2 separate regions of the Oryctolagus cuniculus genome follow, and region 2 is linked to region 1. A link is a contact called in public Hi-C data. All regions are on one chromosome and are shown on one strand. Each heading gives the region's core, a stretch centred on a gene start, on an enhancer-like site or on the middle of the called end of the contact. The rest is flanking DNA. Distances are from core to core; before and after follow the strand shown.

Region 1 (5,611 bases), core at 1,590-4,089:
ACTCCCCAAATGCCTACCACAACTGAAAGTGAGCCAGGCCAAAGCTGGGAGTCAGCAGCTCCCCCAGGGCTCCCCCGCGGGGGGCAGGGACCCCACTACTTGAGCCCTCACCTCCTGCCTCCCAGGAGGCACAATAGCAGGAAACCAGAGTCTGGAGCAGCGCCGGGACTCAAACCCAGGCTCTGCAGTACGGGCTGTGGGCGCCCCACGTGCTGTTTGTTGGTGGGAGAAAAAGGGGGCTGCAGCACCGTACACGCAGTGTGCTCTCAGTATGGACAGTGAACGCCCATGGTCTGACCTGAGCCCAGGCCATCGCTGCCGCGGCCGGAGGAGGCGCCTGCGTCTGCAGTGGGGTGCTGACCCCTCGGGCCCCGTCGCCTGCAAGCTGATGGCTGCCACCAAAGCCAGTGCCCGGCGTCTCCCACTCTAGAGAGAGGCCGAAGTCTCTGTGTCATGGGGCAGGCGTTCAGCCTAGTGGTGAAGACATCCCCCGTGCGATGCCCGCGTTCCACATCCCAGTGCCTTTTCCCAAGTCCACTCCCCGCTCATGCACACCCTGGAAGGCAGCAGGTGATGGCTCAAGTACTTGAGTCCCTGCCAGCCACGTGGGAGACTTAGACTGAGCTCCCAGCCCCTCCTGGCTTCAGGAGTTTGAGAGCGTGAACCACCTGGTGGCAGGTTTGTCTGTCTTTGAAACAAACACTGCGAAATAGGTCGCTGCACCTCCGGAGGCGCTGGCAGGCTCCAGAACCAGCCCTGCCGCTCCCACCCTCACAGAACCACCCCTCTCTGTCTTCGAGCAGGTGGCAATGGCCAAGACCAGCTACAGAATTGTTGGGCTCCAGTGTCGAGTGAAAACAAGTGGTCGTGGCTAAAAAGTGCTGAGTAATTGCAAGAGAGCAAGCAGACCACGGCACAGAGTGTGGAGTACTTCTGAGCTGCACAGGCTGCAGGCCAGCCCTGCTCCCCGGCGGGGGCACAGGTGCTCAGGCTCTCGCCCCCCCCCCCCCCGCTAAAGACAGGCATCTGGGGCCCAGGGGAGGCAGGGACAGTCAGGAGAATGGACAGAGCCCACCAGGCAGAGCCAGGGCCGGCAGAGGGGCCAGAGAACCCTGGGGAGTCCCCAGGCAGGGAGTTCAGTGTGGGTCTCCAGGGGCTGAGCTGAGAGGGCCTTGGGAAAACGCGGGCCGAGCCACCTTCTGCGCAGACTCCTCCAGCACGCGCCCCAGTGGGAATCCTGCCCCTAGGAATCACGGATCAGCCGGCAAAGCTGACCTGCGGCTGCTCCCCTCCCACCCTCACTGCCCAACCCCAGCACACCCCAACCAGAAACCCAGGGAATGAAAGGACTCCGAAGGGGGAGGGAGGGAGGGAAGGCCTTGTCCCCCTCCCCATTCCCAGCCCGGCTTGGCACAAACGGGCATGGGGTGGGGGAGATAGCCTGTCTTTGCATACAGTGTTTAGCTTTTCTAAGAATTATTTTGGGGGGGGGGTGGCACTGTGGAGTAGCAGGTAAAGCTGCCGTCTGCAGTGCCAGCGTCCCATATGGACACCGGTTCCAATCCAAGCTGCTCCACTTCCGATCCAGCTCTCTGCTATGGCCTGGGAAAGCAGTAGAAGATGGCCCAAGTCCTTGGGCCCCTGCACCCATGCGGGAAACCCAGAGGAAGCTCCTGGCTTCTGGCTTTGGATCAGCTCAGCTCCAGCCATTCTGGCCATTTGGGGAGCAGATGGAAGAACTCCATCTCCCTCCCTCCCTCCCTCCCTCTCTCTCTCTGCTTGTGCCTCTCTGCAACTCTGCTTTTCAAAGAAATAAATAGACTTTTAAAGAAAAAAAGGAAAAGAAAATAAGGATTCTTTAAAAAAAGTATTTGAGAAGCAGAGATAGAAAAGGACCTGGAGCCGGGTATTGAACCAGATACTACAGCGGGGGAGGTGGGTGCCTCAACCGCGAGGCCAAACACCCACTCCTGATGCTCAGCTTTTAAACGGGACTGATCTGGACTTTCAATAACTGCAGGTGACCAGACGACTCTGTCAGGAAGACTGCTCAGGGGTGGAGGAGAAGATGTGGGGGGAGACTGTGATTAGAGACAAGGAAACATGTTTCTATTTGAATCCTGACAAAACCAGGCTTGCGCATAAGCTCTGTACAGAGCAGGGAGCTGGGCAACATCTGGGTTTGGAAACGTTTTCTAAAAAAGTATTTTATTTATTTGAAAAGCAGAGTTACGGGAGGAGGAAGAGAAAGAGAGAGAAGGGACTTGAACCAGCATGCACGTGGGACGTCGGTGTCACAGGCCGTGGCTCCACCCCTGTGCTGCAGCACCCGCCCCGGGGTGTGAGGACTTTATACTGACACAGAGCGCTTTCTGTTCTCCTTTCAGCCTGCCCCCAAGCCTCTAGCCCGTCCAGACCCCTGCTGCGAGCAGGCAGCCCCTCCCCATGGGATCCAGCCTTGCCCGCCTGTCCCCCGCCGCAGCACAGCTGTCCCATCAGACTACACCTCCCAGCCAGGAAGGCTGCTGTCCCCTGCAGGACCAGGTGGCGTGATTGGCAAGGGAACGTGGCCAGGGGCAGGCGCAGGCCCAGAATGGCTGGTCCCACCTGTCCCCAGGACCGCCTGCCAGCCTGTTGTTGGTCACCCTAGGGGCAGGCAGGGGGGGAGGAGAAGGGGCAGCTGGGGACAGCGCCACCCAGGGCCACCTGCCCTTTTTCCTCCGTGGCTTTTACATCAGTGAGAAAGCCTGTCGCTGCTGGGTGTGTGCGAGCCTGGGGGAGGGGGTGCAGGGCTGCTCCTCCCTCTCCCCTCACAGCAGGCCCGCCCCCTTCTCGGGTGGGAATGACTCAGCAAGAAAGCTGGGCGAGATCCTGCTCGGGCTCCAGTGCCGCTGCGGCCCCTCCCCCTCCCCCTCCCTGTCCAGTGCTTCCCCTCCCTGTGGCGCCCACCCTCGTGGGCTGAAAGGTCTCAGTCTCTGACCCCATCTCGAGGGCAGGGGACTGCCCAATCCGTGGACCCGCCCCTTCCCGGGTCCTTCCTCCCTAGGCTGGTGCGCAGGGCACGGGGCGTTGGGGTCCATGCACCCTCCCCTCAGGTCAGTGACTAGAGATTCCAGCTGTGAGGGTTGAGGGGAGCCAGTCCCGCAGATGTGGCCAGCACACAGCACGTGGGCTAAGCGCCCAGGTGGGACACTCACTCAGGAACCATGGTAGCAGCTGTAACACGCGTGAGTCGCAGCCCTTAGAAATGGCAGGAGGTCTGGGTGCGCTGAGTGTGAGCAGTGCACTGGCCTGTGTGTGTGTGTATGTGTGTGTCTGTGCACACTCAGCCCCATCAGGGCTCCCATCTGCAGACCAACGCTGGGGAGAGAGGAGGTGTGGGGTGCGTGGGGCCAGGCTCTGTCTCGGACCGGAGACAGAGCCCTGGGTGCAGGTCAGCAGAGACACAAGCTGTGGTTGCACACAGAGCAAAAACGCACACTCGAGGGGCTGCAGGGGCAGGAGGGGAGGGCCCCTGCCACGGAGCCGGGAGACCAGAGGGAGCTCTGCGCTCCTGGCTGCAGCCCTGCCCAGCCCTGGGTAGCACAGGCATTTGGGGAGTGAACAGCAGAGGGACGATCCCTCCCCCTCCCCCTCCCCCTCTTCCCCTCCCCCTCCCCTCCCCCTCTTCCTCTCTCCCTGTTCCCCTCCCCCTTTCCCTCCCCCTCCCCCTCTCCCTCCCCTCCCCCTCCCCCTCCCCCTCTTCCTCTTCCCCTCCCCCTCCCCCTCTTCCTCTCTCCCTCTTCCTCTCCCCCTTTCCCTCCTCCTCCCCCTCTCCCTCTTCCTCTCCCTCTCCCCACACTTGCCCTTTTTGGGAGATCTCCGAAGTGTCGTGGTGTTAGGAGGGCCAACCATGGTAATCTTTTTAAAAAAGATTTATTTATTTACTTGAAAGGCAGAGATACAAAGAGAGAAGGAGGGATGGAGAGAGAGAGAGAGAGAGAGAGAGAGAGAGAGAGAGAGAGAGAGAGATCTTCCATCTACTGGTTCACTCCTCAAAATGGCCACAACAGCCAGAGTTGGGTCAGGCCAAATCCAGGAGCCAGGAGCTTCCTCCAGGTCTCCCATGCGGGTGCAGGGGCCAAGGACTTGGGCCATCTTCTGCTGCTTTCCCAGGCCACAGCAGAGAGCTGGATTGGAAGAGGAGCAGCCAGGACTCGAACCGGCGCCCCTATGGGATGCCGGCGCTGCAAGCAGCAGCTTTACCCACTATGCATAGCGCTGCCCCGGTAATCTGGCTGTGATGACGTTGCAGTGAGCTGAAAGTCCTCATGGGGACGTGCTGGCAGCTGTGTTGGTTCTTTTTGGCCTCGCTGGTTCTGAGTGGTGGTTTGGGGGAAGCTGCAGGTTTTTGCCCCTCGGGTGGGGAGGGGTGGGAGCCTTGAGCAGGGCAGGCGGGGCTACAGGGAGGGGCTGGTGAGTCAGCTCCTTCTGGCTAGCTACCTCCCTGCCTGCCTCAGACAGGGGGGCCATGGCACTGCAGCCTGTGTGTGTGGTTCAAGTCTCAGGTAGCGCTTCAAGGAGACACCGCGGTCTAAACACCGCGACACAGGGCAGGCACTTGGCGTGGCGCTCCAGACGCTGCGTGGGGCAGCCGCATCCTGTGTGGAGAGTGCGAGTCGGAGCCGGCTGCTTCCGGTCCAGCCTCCTGCTCAGGCGGCCTGGGAGGCAGCAGGGAGGGCTCAGGTACCAGGGTCTCTGCCACCCACGTGGGAGACCTGGACGGAGCTCCCTGCTCCTGGCTTCCGTCCGGCCCAGCCCTGGCTGTTGCAGGCATCTGGGAACTAAACAGCAGATGGGAGATCTCTCTCTCTCTCTCTCTCTTTCACTGTCATTGTCTTCCAAATAAAGAAATTTATCTTAAAATTAAAGTAAAGTAAAAGCGGTAGCGCAGTGTGTGGAAGAACACTCCCTGTCGGTCTGACTTCAGAGCTCAGAGAGTGCAATGCCGGGCGGCGTTGTGGACGGCCTGCGACACCACCGGCTTCTCACGTGAGCGCTGGTTTGAGTTCCTGCTGCTCCACTTGTGGTCCATGTCCCTGTTAAGGCGCCTGGGAAAGCAGTGGAAGACAGCCCGAGTGCTCCCTGCCACCCGCATGGGAGACCCAGATGAGTTCCTGGCTCCTGGCTTCAGCCTGGCCCAGCCCAGGCCATTGTGGTCATTTGGGGAGTGAACCGACAAATGGAAGATCTCTCTCTCTCTCTCTCTCTCTCTTCTCTCTGTAACTCTGCCTTTCAAATCAATCAATCAATCTTTTTTATAAGAGTGTGCTGCCTAGGAGAATTAGGACGAAGGTGTGTGCATGTGCGGATCCGCGTGTGCAGGCTTGTGCACGTGTGAGTGTCTGTGTGTGTGTGTTGTGTGTCTGGGGAGTGGGGTTTGTTGTGGGAGCAGTAGAAGCTCAGGAAAGCCAGCTCCGGGTCTCCAATTCCTGTTCCCACGAGGCAGGCCCAGGCAGCCTTGACCCCTCCTGTCCGCCCTCCACACCCTTCCCGCTGCCCGGGTGCCCAGTGGGGGCAGAGGTGGGGCTCAGGAGCGGCTGGGGCCCAGAGCAGGCGGCCAGGACAGGGC
Region 2 (5,611 bases), core at 2,246-4,745, 100 kb before region 1:
ACTGCCTTGATTTCCAATATGCAGTGGGCCTTTCTGGCTTAGAGGAGTGAGAATCCAGTTGGCTAAGGTAGTGGACACAAATGGCCAGGATCTATTTCTGTTGACTCAGGGAGATGTCTGGAGTTTGTTTTAAGGGCGGCCCCATCTGTTTAGAACTTAGACTCTAGTCCTGTGAACTGAGATATTGGACTTCTGGTCCCAAGAGTTATGTTCCTGCTTTGGGTCCTGAGTCACCTGGAATATTTCTGTGGCCTGTTCCCTTTCCCCTCAGTCCTTGAGGCTGATTTGGTCTTTGACTTTTAAAATGTGGGGGCATCTGAGACAGTGGCCATTTCTCTTTCTAATACCCTTTCTCTAAGGTCATTTCACTTTGTGGTTTTTTTCTTGGTTTATGTGACAGAATGGGACAGGGGATTCGAATGACTTTTGGCGGATAGAGGTTGTAAACAGAAAATTTGGAAACCGAATCAAAGTGCTGAGAAGTCGATTTCGCCTCATCCATCTGGTCACAGGCTGTGTCCTGGGCTCGTCAGGAAAGGTTCTGCCCAAGTGGTGAGTCTCTGGAGCTTTGATGACCCAGTGGAGGCCTGTACTTTCCTTTTACACAACAGGGAATATCCCAGAAGCTCCAGTTTCCTAGTGGTCAGTGGTTGCCTCATGCGCTCTTCTTAGTGGTAGAAGAGGGGAGAAAAGGTGCCGGGCTCATCATGGAGCACAGTGCTCCAGTGTAGCTGGAGCTCTATGTGTCTGGCAGTTGAACATCTGTGTGTCTGGCTTACAGTCATAACTCTCTGGGTCTGTATTTCTAAAAGGGAACTGTTAGATGCTAGACTACTCCTAGGATAGCTGAGGAATACAAAAGTGCAAGTTGAGGGGCTAGCACTGTGGCACAATGGGTTAACGCCCTGGCCTAAAGTGTGGGCATCCCATATGGGCGCCAGTTCTAGCCCCGGCTGCTCCACTTCTGATCCAGCTCTCTGCTATGGCCTGGGAAAGCACTGAAAGATGGCCCAAGTCTTTGGGCCCCTGCACCCGCGTGGGAGACCTGGAAGAAGCTCCTGGCTCCTGGCTTCAGATTGGCGCAGCTCCAGCCGTTGCAGCCAATTGGGAGTAAACCAGCGGATGGAAGAACTCACACTCTCTCTCTCTCTCTCTCTTTTCTCTCTCTCTCTGCCTCTCCTCTGTCTGTGTAACTCTTTCAAATAAATAAATAAATCTTTAAAAATAAATAAATAAAAGTGCGAGTTGAAAAAGTGACAGCTACCAGGTTGAACAGAGAGGGGTCCCATGGGTCTGAGAGCAGTAGGCAGTGGGTTCCAGAGCTCCTGAGAGACATCTGTGACAACTCTCCACAGGGGCTGGGAGCAGCTGGAAGTTACTTGCACCCCTTACCTAAAAGAAACCCTCAACTCCATCTGGAATGTGGAGGACCATATCAATCCCAAACGTGAGTGAGGACACTTCCCGGGCTGGCTCTGAGGGGAAGCAGTTGTAAGAAGCCTTCACTTCATCTGATTGTTCCATCATCTTCTTCTTTCACACCTGGTCTCTGCACCAGTTGTCTATACCTCCATGGCTTCCCCTTTTTCTTCTCACCCACTCCATCGTTAAACTCTTCTCCCTAAAGTGAGCACTGACCATCAGCAGGTCCATCTCGTCTCCCTCTGGGCTCGTCTGTCCCCTGCACTGTGGATGTCTCCTGCTCTCAAGGCTTAGAGCAGGCTGGCACTTTGCCTTTATGGCCTCTCACCCTGCATCAAGCCGGCACCATTTCAGAAAGCCCTGGCCACAGCCCCGAGCTGAGCACACGTCTTGGCTCACAGGCTCTGCTTGACATGTGCACTTAACATCAACTCCGTACAGCACGGGATTAGTCCTCTGTTTTCCTGAACTGCCCCCTTCAAATTCATGCCTGATTGCCCTTTCCCTCCGTGCTTTCTGTCTCATTCTTACTACCTAATCTAACCCAAACTACTAATTAACTCATTGAACACCCCTTTCTGGGTGTGCCACAAACCAGGAGGAGCCCTGTGGATGCCCTCATGGTTAGGTAGACTCGGTCCCTTCCTCATAGACCTTTTGCCTAACAGGAGGGCAGCATTTGAGCCCAGAGGTCAAGAACTGCTGGGACCCCAGGAGGAGGGGCTTGCTGTCTCTTTCCTTTGTATCTCTCAGAGTACCTGGTGCGTACTTAATGCCCACTGAACAGATAGCCCTCGACACTCCCAGCTGGTCTTTAGGCCGTCAGGAAGTCTGCACCTGGGCTCTGGTGGCTGTGGGGGTTCATGGACAGACACACTGCGTGGGAAAATGAATGACAGAGGCTTTCTCCTGTCTGTTTTTTCCAGTGCCAAACATCAGCCTGGAGGTGCTTCAGCCCAGTTTTCCTGAGATCTTGCTGGAGTCCCACATGGTCATGATCCGGGTACTGTGGCCCCTTCTTCCATGGCTTTCTAAGACGTCTGGCAGGTGCAAGTTTGCTATAGATCCACTGCCCCCTTGTGGGGGACTCTGAAAGCATCATCACTTGCTGGTTTACTTCCCTATCCCAGAATAAGAATGATCGTGATGATGATGGTGACACAAACACTGAGTTTATATTAAGTCCTTTCATGTTTACTGTAGTCCTGTGGAGGTTATTGTCATCCCCAGTTACAGATGAGGGCAGTGAAGCACGGGGAGGTTGAGGATCTTGTCCAGGGCCATGCAGCTGAGTTTAAGAGGTGGACCCAAGCTCTGGCAGGGGCCATCAGGCTTTCAGTCACTGCCGGTTGCAGCCGCACTCCCCTGCCTCCAGGTGATTTTTCAGATCTGTTCAAGTGACAGAGTTCATGAAAATCTCAGTTCCTGGTTGAGATCCCGAGATACTCATAGTTTGTTCTGTCATGTGAGATTGGGGTCAGTTAGGATGAACAGCCGGCCTGAGTGTGTGGTTTGGATGTAGCATGAAATCCTGTCCATAGCCAGCCCACTCGTATTTCTGGACAGAAACTATTTAAGGAGCATGGTTGATTTCTTTTTTAAGGTTTTCTAAGACTCATTATTTTCACTCTGTTTTTAGCTGATAGAATTGTGCATCAAAGCTTTAAGGAAAATTGAGAGATGAATCTTAAAGTTGAGACAATTCTATCACTAGCCTAAATTTCCCCCTGTGAACTGGGGGACACCCGCTGTTCAGTGAGAGACCCCCTTCCTCGGACTTATGGGAAACCTGTTCTACAAGTTGAAGAAGAGCTGTGTCTCAAGCCAGATGGTGGTTATCAGTCAACCCACAGGGCTGCGGGGCCGAGTAGCAGTTGCGGTTCCTCCCCTGGTGAGCCGTTGTCAAGTGGAGCTCCCTAGAGGTGCTTATGGAAGCTGTACTCAGTAAATGCAGCTGACTTACTTCACACATTAAACTTTAAATTCAGATGTTGTCATTTTCCCCCCGGGAAGTGTGAGTTGACATGAAGCAGTCTCTGGGTCACTTCTTCTCTGACAGTCTGCTTGTAGCTGTCACTGCGGTCTGATGACAGAGCTCTTGGACTATGTGCCTGTCAGGCAGAACAGCATTCTGGGTGTGGGTAGAATTTCAAGACGAGGTCCAAAGAGTTTCATTTCTCCTTTCATTACCTAAGAGAAGTCTAGACTACTGAAACCCTAGGGAAACAGTAGGGTGCTGTTCTGCAGGCTAAGTGGATTCCTTCGATGTGCGTGGGGAAGGCTGGTTTGCCTGGTGCAGTTGGCTGGAACAAGCCTGCTCAGAGAGAAAGCCTGGAGAACCGACAGACTCACGCGCCTGTACTGGCTATGGTGTTCCCTTCCTTCCATCTTGCGTTAGTAGAAGAGCTGAACTCGGCAGCGTTTAAGGCAGTGGGTCGGAGGCCCTGGGCTTGTTGCAGGTCTGCTGGAGCGCTGAAGTGTCAGACCAAACTGAGCTGCTTTGAAGGAATCAGTTTCCCCTCCCTCTACTCCAGGGGTCCCGGGTCGTTCCGTAGTTCAAGGCCTTCAGGTGGCCGGAGTGCTGCCGGGGCTGTGCAGCTAGTCCTCGTGGGCCGGACACCGCTGTGCAGGAGTGTCCCAGCTGCCGTACGGAGGCCAGCACACTAATTCCAAACCCTCGGAGGAGGGGTTAGTAAGGTTCTGGGAGGCAGTTCATTGTCCTTGGCTTAGCAGATGGGTGTTTTGTGCCCAAAGAAACAAATCCCTTTCTCTGCAGCCGAGGTCTGAGTGGACCATATCTGGGGGCAAGAGGGGGCCTGCTTGTATGGCTGTGGGTGGGGCTGTAGGCCGTAGGGAGAGAAGGCGCACCTGGCTTCCCTGCGAGGCAGACTGCTGCTGGCACTGCGCACTGGGCAGGCTCTCAGGGATGCTCGCGCTTCGCTTTCTGTCCTCTCTAGCTCTCTGTCCTGACCAGCCTGTCTTTGCACCTCCCTGCAGGGCAACAATGGCCTCAAACCCAAGGACAATGAGTTCACGTCTAAACCCTGGCACTGGCCTATCAACTATCAGGTAGGGCCCAAGGCTGGACTCCTCCCTGGAAATGGAGCTAAAAGAGACCGTTGAGACTGGGCAGGGCGGGCTGGCGTGCTGGGGTGGCGGGCGGCCATCTGGGAGGTTACCCAGAGACTGGGCTCTGCTCTCTGCCCTGATTCTGACCCTGCCTTCCCACAGAGCTCGTGCAGAATTTGCATACTCTGAGCCACCTGTGAAAGGCGACCGGTCTCCCTCCGCTAGAAGGGGGTGGCTGGGATGAGCTGGGCCCTGGGTCAGCAGGGTGTCCTCTCCACAGGGCCTGCGCTTCTCAGGGGCCAATGACACGGACTTCCGCGTCTATCTGCTTGGCAACCCGGTGAGTGCCCACCAGCCCCAGCCCAGGCCCGCAAGCACTTGCCCGTGGGAAGCCGCGGGAGCTGCTGCTTTCCGTGCTCCTCCAGTTCCCGTCTCTCCGCAGGTGGTTTGGTGGCTGAATCTGCTGAGCATTGCTGTCTACCTCCTCTCGGGGAGCATCATTGCTGTAGCCATGCAGAGAGGGGTGCAGCTGCCAGCGGAGGTCGAAGGTCAGGTCCCTGGGCTCTCCCTACTTCGACCCAGCAGTTGGCAGCGGGGACCTGTGCCCCTGGGGCATGCTGGCTCCTGACGGGGCATCCCTTGCCTTCCACATCCTGTGTTTTTCCTTCTTTTTTGTACTTTCCACCCTCCCAGCAACCCCGTGGAGTGGAGTGTTAGGCCCCGCTTTCTGTGGATTTCTGTGGATTAGGCACAGTGAGATTGAAATGTGTCCCAGCACACAGCAGTGGTCAGTGGAAGAGCTGAGGTTCAAGCCGAGCAGTCTGACTTCACTTTGAACCTGTGCACCATGTCTGGAGCAGCCCATCTTTCTTCTGCTCCTCCTCGTTCCACGGCCCTGTCCTCTAGTGTGTAGACAGAGCCGCTGGGCCAAGGGAGGAGCAACCCATTGCTGTTCCTGGTGACTTTAGCTGCTGGACCATGGACCACAGTATCTGAGATGCCCACACAGGCCTCTGACCCCTGCAGCCCCTGTCTGAACAGTTACTGCCCCAGATACACGTCCCTCCGTTCTGTCTGGTCTGTCTGTGTCTCTGACCGCTGCTGCAAGCTGTGTGCAGTG

The links. A called contact is a pair of places that touch in the nucleus more often than the background predicts.
Region 2: a Hi-C map of psoas muscle shows a contact between it and region 1, with 5 times the contacts expected there. The contact joins two enhancer-like sites. A contact is called at or near these places in 3 of 6 Hi-C or Micro-C datasets (ear pinna, psoas muscle and an unstated tissue).

Annotation. Positions count from the first base shown.
Region 1 is chr20:22,916,704-22,922,314 of mOryCun1.1, reverse strand. No RefSeq gene overlaps it. Among named protein-coding and RNA genes, the nearest start is that of TMEM63C, 4.3 kb to the left of the region's middle. Within about 2 kb of position 2,839, at least 1 of the 8 cell types and tissues checked has an H3K27ac peak or open chromatin away from gene starts, as enhancers often do.
Region 2 is chr20:23,017,210-23,022,820 of mOryCun1.1, reverse strand. POMT2 (protein O-mannosyltransferase 2) reads left to right here. Exons shown (of 21, transcript XM_002719630.5): 13 at 401-552; 14 at 1,356-1,447; 15 at 2,349-2,425; 16 at 4,420-4,491; 17 at 4,772-4,831; 18 at 4,934-5,039. Among named protein-coding and RNA genes, the nearest start is that of NGB, 11 kb to the right of the region's middle. Within about 2 kb of position 3,495, at least 1 of the 8 cell types and tissues checked has an H3K27ac peak or open chromatin away from gene starts, as enhancers often do.